Linked DNA regions of Mus musculus: region 1 is linked to region 2. A link is a contact called in public Hi-C data. All regions are on one chromosome and are shown on one strand. Each heading gives the region's core, a stretch centred on a gene start, on an enhancer-like site or on the middle of the called end of the contact. The rest is flanking DNA. Distances are from core to core; before and after follow the strand shown. Region 1 overlaps Fbxl13 (F-box and leucine-rich repeat protein 13). Region 2 overlaps Gsap (gamma-secretase activating protein).

Region 1 (4,806 bases), core at 1,015-3,514, 310 kb before region 2:
CCTCAGAGGGTCCTTGTGAATTATAAGCATAATACAGGAAACTTTTAACACAGAGTTCAGCAACTAGAGACACTTTATAAAGTACTCAGTACTATTTATCATATATCATTTTTCAAGCTTGGGTTGTTTTTGCAAGAATTAAGGAAGACCAGTTGCTAAACTTTGTATCAAATGTCTTGATAGAGAAAGGGCAATGTGTTTTGTGTGGGAGGAAACCATGGGAAGTAACCTTTCTTTCCATGTGGCTTGCCCAGTGCATGTCGTCTCACTGGTTACTGTATGTAAGGTGACGAAGTCAGATTTATATTCTGTATGCATAGCCTCTTTTACTGGCTCTGTATTTTCTAGGTGGCATAATTTGAAGTAAAACCCAATTAGCAGCAATCATCTTGAATGACCATCCTCCCTTAAATATTCTCTGATGTTATTTTTTGTTTTCTGTTTTTTTTTTTTTTCACCCCAGATTCTGGCCCGGAATCCTAATTTTATGACTTGTTTTATGAACTTTGCTCTATTACTTTTGGAGGAAGTATTTGGGCCTGCTTAACCATGACAAGTGGCTTCTAGACACAGACAGGAAGAAATGAATAGTGTTTTTTCCATATTCATTGGCAGTTTCAGGTCTTCAGGACTCATGATTCAGATCACCTACCCAGGCCTCTCAGAGCTGCCTGTCTGTCAGAGCTGCCTGTCTGTCAGAGCTGCCTGTCTGTCAGTCAGAGCTGCCTGTCTGTCAGAGCTGTCTGTCTGTCAGAGCTGCCTGTTAGAGCTGTCAGCCTCTCAGAGCTGTCTGTCTCTCAGAGCTGTCTGACTGGTTTTTCATACTAACCATCTCATATTCTCTATTTGCTTATTATGACAGTGTGTTGTTGTTGTTGTTGTTTGACCGTGAGAATTTGGTTTTTCAGGACATTCCTCTGGAATGTATATGAACCCAAAACTGCAAATCTACTTAATGCTTAAATTGAGTTAAACAATTAATAATAGCGGAGGGTTGACAGGAGAAAGGGGTGACAATCCATTGTAACTTTTCATTTTTATCATTTTTGAAAGACTATACAAGGAGTTATATGTAAAAATGAACCTTGTTTTTTTTTTTAAACTTTTATTTCAAAAAGCCACTAAAAACATATGCACTATGAAATTCTAATACCATCATTAATATCCAACTCCCTCATGTCACCAGTGTGGAATAGTTGGGTTCTTTTGAGACTGTTTCTGGCTTTGTAGCCCAGGTTGGCACCACGGTCCTCCTGCCTCAGCTTTAGTGTTGGAGCTGTGGACATGTACCAGCAGTTCTGGCCCACTGTGTACTCTTGTCATGGGAGTCTGATCCGCAGGCGGGCAGGTTTCCCTAGATTATCAAACTTGCCACAGCCGAATAATTGTTGCTAACAAATCAGAGGAACCTCCTTGTAGCTTGATTACCCTGCATAATAGGTATCACAATTCATCCAAATGTTTTGTTTTTTTTTTCCAGAGCTGAGGACCGAACCCAGGGCCTTGCGCTTGCTAGGCAAGCGCTCTACCACTGAGCTAAATCCCCAAACCCACAATTCATCCGAATGTAAACATGCGGTTCCCCACGCCCACACAGCGCTGTGCAGCCGGGTCTAGCTGGGACGGTTCGGTAGTTAACTACCCCACAATGGTGATTCTCACTCTGTGCTTCTTTGCTGGGTGATCTCTGTGTATTTTCTGCCATTCATCATCTTCTGTGTCCTGGTCAAACGTCTCAGGGTAGGCTGGCAGCTTGTCCTTGGGGCATTCTTCATAGTAACTCCGTACGTATTTCCCCACAGACCACCCTTTGTATTCTTCCGGCGTTTTGCATTCCAGACCGTTATAGTGGACGTTGTAGTGGTGCTTTAACCAGTAGTAGAGGTAGTGGATGCTGTAGTCACACCTCCAAGGGTTATCTCTGAGCCACAGGAGTTTCAGAAAGTACAAATCCTCTAACACGCCATAGTCAAAGTTCTGCAGGCTGTTGTTTGATAAGTCGAGCTCTTCTAGGTGTATGAGCCCTAAAAAGGCAGCTAGAAACAGAGACCGCTTATTAATCAGTGGGTAGGGGAGCTGTACGGCTGCACACCAAGTGTCTGTCACACGGCCAAACACGGGTTTCAATAAGAGGCCCCGTTCTCTCCGTCACAACATTCTCTCCAGTACACGTGTGACTCTCAGCATTTTCTGAGACTGAACAGAGCCCATCAAGGGACTAGCTGGCCCTCTGCTTTTCAGTTCTGGTGAGAGAAAAGGTAGCTAACTTCACTAGGGCCTTGCTTCTAGTTGCAAACTACTTCCTGTCGTGAAGAAAGAAGTGTGGCAGTGTTTGCAATAAAGACTCCGAGCCAAACCAGACAGTTGTCCTATTAACAGGTGTACTGTGTGATTAAAACCTTACTGCGAGGCCCTGCTACTTAAGGCCGAGCCGTTGCTTTATCATGAAAATGTGTGCATGATGGGTCGGATCTATCTGAGTCCTTAAAAGAGGACATAGAAATGGCTTTCTGACTTTGCAAGCTGTTAGCTTAGCGTTTGCCTGAGTTGTGCCGTATTTTGGTACAATGTTTATTTAATAAGGAAAGTGCTTTCTTCCTCTCTAGCTCTGTGGGGAGGATTTCTGGGTCAGGGTCTCAGTGGGTCCTCCTTACTGAACATATGAGGAAATACAAAATATGAGAAATATATTTTTATCAAACGAAGCTTTCCCTTGATCAGACAGACTAGCCTGTTTTATTTGAAAAAAGTTGGTTCTAAGTTAGTTTTTAAAAATCACCTTTCTGGAACATGGGGAAAGCCTGTGTGGTGTTAACACACTGTAATTTCTGCCCAGGACTCTGAATGTGTCAGAAAAGTACATCTTTCTGGTGTATTTCTTCTTTAATTGGGAAGATGTTGCAAAAAGGTAATAAGGTAAGTGTGTCAATTGTAAGACTTTAGCACAGGAAAACATAAAAACCCGTGGCAGCTTCCTAGGTTATTTTATTGGTGATTTCTAAAAAATGCCTAAAAAAAAAATAACCTTTTCCAGCTTAGTGGCTCTGGTGGTGAGAGTCTATTTTTGTACAGTTCCAAACCAAATAATTTCTTTTTTTGAAACATCTGGTTGAATTTGGTAAGCGATGGTGTCTATCAGTGTTACAGGCATATGCATTTGATTTAGCGGGATGCTGAGAAATTGGAACAAAATAACTCCTAACAGATAAAGCCAAGGACAAAGGCTGCACACTTAAAGGTCCACCACACATTCCAAAATTCACAGGTCATTCCCAGCTTCAAAGGGCTTCTCTCTGTTTTGAACATTTTCACCTTACTCTTTCAGAATGCCTTTGTTAGAGCACAGCATCCTTATTTTGAATCCGAAAATATGCTTGACATCAATATGAGTCACTATTTTCATATTGTCTTTTCTTGACGGAGCCCCAAACAGACTCCTTTCTATTTTGGGCCAGAGAGAAGGCTGAGGAGTTGGGCATGAGAGATGATCAATCCTTGTGATGATGATAGTTCTGAAATTTTGGCATTTTGTGGCTCTGGCTAAAATTCTAAAATCAGGCCATCACAAAATCACTTTTCTTGAAACAACCCTCCAGATTGAAAGTGTGTGTAAATAAACAGTCCTACATTTAAAAGAACTGCAGTTATTAACGTGAGTGTATCTAGGCCCCCTGGGAGAGCTAGCTTTATTCCTTGAAGGAAGTAAAACTCCTAATAGGGTGGCTTTCTCCCCTTCTCCACTGACGCCCTATATTTTACCAGACTGTCACCCAAGTCTTCTACCATCTGGTGCCCCACATTTGCTCACAAGGCAGCCCAAATTCTCAAGGAAGTCACTGGGAAGTGCTTCATTTTAAAATTCTGAAATACAGTAGGCCTTTTACTTTCAAACTGGTTTAGTTAATTTTGTCTTATTTAAACTCTAAGATCCATTTTCTTTTCTTCTAAAGGACTTACCAAAAAAAGTACTTGGTGCTTGGTTCAACACATACTTGTGAGTGAAAATCCTTCCCTTGTGTTGAATTTAACAAAGGGATGTTGGGAGGAAGGGAGGGAGAGAGGGAGTGGTTTTTATATTCCATAGTCTGTTGTGACGAGTCATTTTTATAGCATGGCTGTTCACTGCTGTAACACATTTAGTTGAGGCTGTATAATAATAATTGGCATTTTAGTTTATTTAACAAAAGCTCTAAAAGTCATCTGCATTCATTTTGTGTGTGTGTGTGTGTGTGTGTGTTGCTGGGAATTAAACCCTGGGACTTGCATTTATTACACAAATGCCCAGGCATCCATGCTACTGACAGTTATCAACTACAGCTTCGATGAGAGCATTAGAAATAAATGTTATGCCTGCTCAGGCACACCACACTTACTCCATGGATCTATGGTTTTCATGGGGCACGAGGTCTGGGTTCTTCAACCTGTGGCCTGACTTTGTAGAGTCTACACACCATTGACTGATATGAGCATTAGTAAGTACAACGACTGTATGAAAGAAATGCCTTTGTATTTACTGTGAGGAGAAAGTTGCTTTTAATCTTGCCAGTCAAAGTGCAATATGTATATAGGCTGAGGTAAGCATAGCAAACTGTCCCTTTAAAGTGTTGCTATAATTGTATAATATTTAAATGCTATGTTAATTCTAAAACATGCCTTTGTAGCACCGGAGTGCTCGTCTTTGCTTTTCGTGTCTGTTGTGTTGGAATAGTGAGGTTCTGCTGATGCTTGCGATACTATTACTAGAAGTAGAGAGGCTGGAAGGAAGGTGCAGAGGGTACAGTGCTCACTGGACACTCACAGGGACCA
Region 2 (4,969 bases), core at 1,778-4,277:
GATGGGGAGGAGGTGGAGATGAGGGAGGATGGGGAGGAGGTGGAGATGAGGGAGGATGGGGAGGAGGTGGAGATGAGGGAGGATGGGGAGGAGGTGGAGATGAGGGAGTGGCTTTGATCAGGTTGTGTCCTTGAACAGCCTGGTTACTTTCTGGTTTTTGTTTGTTTGTTTGTTTTTTGTTTTTGTCAAAGTGACCCAAGGGAGAGTCATCTAAGAAGATGGAGCCTCAGTTAAGAATCTGCCCTCACCACACTGGCTACTGGCAGCCTGTGGGCATTTTCTTGATTGAGGATTGGCATGGGGGAGGGCCCAGGCTACTGTGAATGCTGCAGTCTCTGGGCGGGTAGTCTGGGGGCCCAGAAGAAAGCAGGCTGAGAAAGCAGGGGTGGGGGTGGGGGTGGGGAGCCTGCTAGTAAATACAGTCCCTCCGTAGCCTCTGCTTCAGTTCCTGCCTCCAGGTTCCTGCTTTGAGTTCCTGCCATGACCCATCATGATGGGCCTTAACTGTGTGTTTGCTATAACTGTACGCTCACTACAACTGTGCCTGCTATAACAGCATGCTTTTCTCCCAGGTGGCTTTCAGCCAGAGTATTGATCACAGTGCAAAACTTAACTAGGGCAATGCATGTATGAAATTCTTTGAATGGTAAATTTAAAAGGAGGGGGGAAAAGGAAGTTAAAAATAAGTGAGAACTAAAAATCCACTTCAATCACACACATACAAATGCTCTAATAGTAAACAGAATGTGGCTGGTGTGCTATTGTTGAAAGGACAACAATGGCTTGACATAGATTTTGGAGTCTCAATAAATTAAGTTCTGTGATATTGTGCACTTTTATTTAGTAACCTGAAAGAAAGGCCTACACAGGCAAGGCCCCTTCTCTCAGAGATGGAAAAGTCTTGGATCCTTAATAACTGAGATGTATTTCCAGGGCAGGTGAGAAGGCTGGGGTCAGGTCCCACTCCTTATCTTTTCTTTCTTTATAGTAAACCTATCTTACTTAGTCCTTCTCCCTAGTTTGTTTTTTTATAATAGCAATAATTTAAACAATAATTATTCTTATTCTTCGTTGTCGCCACCACATCATGATCATCGGGCCAATCCTGCAGTCTTCTCTCCACAGCCTTTCTATTTTCCTACATCTGGTCATGAAATCCAAGTGCCCAAATCAGAAAACTAGTCGGTGTTGTGGTGCCATCTAGTGGTCAGTTTGGCTATGGGCATGCCTGCTTTGCCACAGCAATCCACCTTGGAATGATTTACCTCAATCTTGCTTTTAGGACCAATACTCTTCCTCCTCCTCCTCCTCCTCCTCCTGCTCCTCCTCCTCCTCCTTCTCTTCCTCCTCCTCCTCCTTCTCCTCCTCCTTCTCCTCCTCCTCCTTCTCCTCCTCCTCCTCCTCCTGCTCCTCCTCCTCCTGCTCCTCCTCCTCCTCCTCCTGCTCCTCCTCCTCCTGCTGCTCCTCCTCCTCCTCCTGCTCCTCCTCCTCCTCCTTCTTATTTTTAAAATCTTTCTCTTTATTTAAAAACACTTGGGGGAGGGCAGTAAGATGGCTCAGTAGGTTAGCCTGCTGACCTGAATTCTATCTCAGAGCCACACAGGGTGGAGAGAGAAGATCGATTCCCACAAGCCCTTGTGTATCTGCACACCCACACAGACAAACTCACATATATGAATGAATGAATGAATGAATGAATGAATGAATGAATGAATGAAATTTTAAAGTTTGTTTTTTATCATAGTCTTGAGTCAACCAAGAATAACAGAAAAAGTTGTGAGCAGGCCCATGAGCACCCTTCAAAGGCAGGCACTAGCGTGCCCGGGTGAGATAGAGTGTGCGCGCACAGAATATTCCTGGGGGCGTTGATTATATACCTTGTACTAGACCACGCAAGGCTGGGAAGCTCTTCCCGGGTTGTGTAATTAATTATAATTATGCATAATTAAGCAGTTGCTGAGAAAGAAAAGACTCATCCAGAAAGCCCCATTGACACAGCTGCCTGGGGAATTGCCCATGCACCTGTAAGCAACTTCTCACCCAGGTGCTTATAGGTGGTCCAATAAACACATTGGTTCACCAAGCTATACTTGGATAGAATTATTTCTTTAGATGCCCCATCTGAAATGACCAGACACTTGCCCATATCTATCCAAGAAAAGTCACACAGCAGAAGACAGATCTGTATTTTAAACAAAACAAAAATTAAAACTTAGTAAGAAATAGTGTTAATCAAAGATCCCATAAATGTTCCCATTTGAGCGGAGAGGATTTCTGGAGTCTGTTGATCTATTATAACCTCCATGTTCTCTTACTGTTGGTAAACACCTCAGCAGACGATTGGCAACACAATGTTTAATCTGCCCACATTCAGAGATGACTGCAGATCGAAAGGCCTGTTTGGGAGACTGAAAAACACAGAGCCCAGGGAAGTAGAACAGAAAGAAGGATGAAGACAGTATGTTCAATGGGAGGCTTGGTGAGTGAACAAAGCTGCAAGGCCAGAATGCAGACCGTGGCTTTGGCTTAGCCTTGGAGAGCTGAGAGAAGATGAATAGTCCTTTGTTGTCTGCGCTGGACAGCGGCCCCCAGCTTGTGTTTGCCAGCCTCAGCAGCCGTTAGAAACCACGCCATCTGCTTGGATTTAACGGTTTTGGGGGTGGTCTGAAGCCTTTTGAGTTTTTCAGGTTTCTGGGATGATCCTTGTGGACCATGGCTCGCAGTTGAAAACATGGTCTGAGCCTGTCCTGGGACTGCAGTCAGCCCACGACAGCGAAGGCCGATAAAGACTATGTGTACAGACTTGTGAGTCGGTAGAAACAGGAGAGTTAGAGAATGCCTTTCTGCGAGGAACCCCAGAGTCTAAGTGAATGCCGACCTGCTCATTGGCCCAGAGAATAAAAGCAGGGTTTATTTTTTTATTTTACTTTTTAAAAAAATGTTAGATGCTGCACCTTTGACGGAGAAGGAAAAGAGAGTAGAATGTGTGCATCCCCACCCAATCAGCCCAGCCCAGCACCGCAGCTCGTGGTTTGGGATGTGGCCAGGGCACTCAACTGACACTTGACTAAAGGGGAGTTGAGAGAGCTCCAAATACTGTCCCCGTAAAGGACAATGCAAAATGAGAGCCACACTTCTTAAGACACACTCACCAGCTACTGGAAAAGTGTAGCCTTTTGTTTATTTTGAGGCTCTCTCTATGTAGCCCTGGCTAGCCTGAAACTCACTTTGTTGACCAGGTTGACCTCAAGCTCAGAGTTCTGCCTCCTGAGTGCTGGGGATTCAAGGTACACACTACCATGGCTAGCTCCCAGTGTTCTTTTAAAAATACAGAAAATGAGGACTAAAGAGATGTCCCAGCAACTTGCTTGTCTTACAGAACACCTGGGTTCAGCCCCCACAGGGGACAACTTGATATTGCTCCAGCCCCAGGAATCCAAGGGGTCATCTACCTGCATGCATCTACTGTACATACAAACATACAGGCACACACAGATACACATGAATTAAATAAGCCTTTAAAATTATACTAAAGGTCTTTGTGGACAAAGTATCTATAAGCTTAGCTAGTCCTTGGGGGTCTGGCTTAAGAAGCAATCAGAAACCCGAGGAATGGCCAGGAATCATTTTCCCCCTGCACAAAGGGGAGTTTCAACTTTTTCACTTTGGAAGGAAGAAAATTATTCCCATCTCTTCTTCAAAAATCACCTCCCTTTGTCTCTGAAGATGCCATAAAGCAATCACCACACACAACCAGTCACAACTATCAATTACACAAAAGGACCAGCTACATTAAGGAATTTGATCCAGAAACAGAGCAAAATGAGCCTGTGGTAATGGCTCATCTGCAAACCACTGCCAGCAATAAACATCTGCCTCTCACCATCAGTGTCTCAAAGACACTGGCTTTGGTCCTACCTCTGTTGATTAATCAGCATCTTGGGAAGGAGGCCCAGTCTGAGAGACCCCTTTACTCTCCGTACAGGACAAAGAGCAGGGCTAACATGTCAGTCTTCCTAGGATCTTCAGTGACTCGCATCTCGGGACCCATTTCTGCTTGCTCTCCAGAGAAACCCAGCAATGTGTGCATCATGTCTACCATATATAAAGTGCAATAGCAAATGTCTTTGTGGACAGAAGTTCGAAAGGCAGCATCTAAGAGCGTTATGTGGGAGCATCCCCACAGGTGGCAGACAACTGAAATTCCCGAGGCTGAACACTAAGAGAGCTGCAAGCACACAGCTATCTCATTCAAGTCTCAGGATATAGCTAAGCTTCCTCCTGCTCCAGGATCCGGCAAAAAGTCCACTTCCCTGACCCAACTAGGGAGTTTTATCAGCCATTCTGTTTTGGTTTTTTTATAGGCTGGACAATTTTAAATGTAATCTATAATTATGGCCGTCTAACTCACATTTAGCTTTCTTGAAGCTCAGAGTGACTGATAAGAAAGGAATAGAAATAATTTTCTAGCTGGGTCTGGTTCTCAGCTTTATAGCTAGTAGGTAGGGAGTCTGGCTATCCACCCTCTACAAAAAATGGCAGGAATTAGCTCACTGCTCCGAGGCTCTATGAATGATAAATCATGCTGCTTCGTGGTATCATAAAATTATGTTCACGACATTAATGGAACTCTCACTGTAACTAATTCACTCTCCCAGGACACAGATGCAATCCAAACTTTAGAAAATCCTAACCCCACCCCCACCCCCAGAACCAGCTTGGAACAGGGCTTCCTTTTCCCCAGAGCAACAGCTCTAAAGGCTCAGAGCAGCGAGCTGTTACATTGTGGATGTGCCAGTATTTCAGATTGCCAGCAAACAATGGTATCTGTCTGCACGGTGGAATTAGTGCCTTCTGTGCTTCTTGCCCTGTCTAGTTAAAGCAGCTTCCAAACATGTTGAATGAAGAGGTACAAGCAAAGTCTGGATAAAGAGCCCAGGTGGCACCCTCCACCAGATGCTCAGGAGGT

The links. Hi-C and Micro-C count contacts between places; a contact is called where the count stands out from the background.
Region 1: a contact with region 2 is called in a Hi-C map of the G1E-ER4 cell line, with 2.5 times the contacts expected there. The contact joins two enhancer-like sites. A contact is called at or near these places in 1 of 39 promoter capture datasets (embryonic stem cells), 8 of 15 datasets of contacts at CTCF or cohesin (CD8 T cells, the NIH/3T3 cell line, embryonic stem cells and 3 more), 160 of 484 Hi-C or Micro-C datasets (the 63-12 cell line, the AML12 cell line, the AtT-20 cell line and 84 more), 15 of 115 datasets of contacts at active chromatin or transcription factors (the 230-238 cell line, CD4 single positive thymocytes, the HPC-7 cell line and 8 more) and 2 of 9 other capture datasets (adipose tissue and embryonic stem cells).

The regions. Positions count from the first base shown.
Region 1 is chr5:21,572,194-21,576,999 of GRCm38.p6, reverse strand. The region is part of intron 9 of Fbxl13 (F-box and leucine-rich repeat protein 13); the gene reads left to right. Lrrc17 (leucine rich repeat containing 17) reads right to left here. Exons shown (of 4, transcript NM_028977.1): 4 at 1,089-2,036. The coding sequence ends at 1,639. Among named protein-coding and RNA genes, the nearest start is that of Lrrc17, 31 kb to the right of the region's middle. Within about 2 kb of position 2,264, at least 18 of the 459 cell types and tissues checked have an H3K27ac peak or open chromatin away from gene starts, as enhancers often do. A contact at or near this core is called in the G1E-ER4 cell line, Sertoli cells and cortical neurons, where this site is marked.
Region 2 is chr5:21,261,464-21,266,432 of GRCm38.p6, reverse strand. The region is part of intron 19 of Gsap (gamma-secretase activating protein); the gene reads right to left. Among named protein-coding and RNA genes, the nearest start is that of Gsap, 78 kb to the right of the region's middle. Within about 2 kb of position 3,027, at least 65 of the 459 cell types and tissues checked have an H3K27ac peak or open chromatin away from gene starts, as enhancers often do. A contact at or near this core is called in the G1E-ER4 cell line, Sertoli cells and cortical neurons, where this site is marked.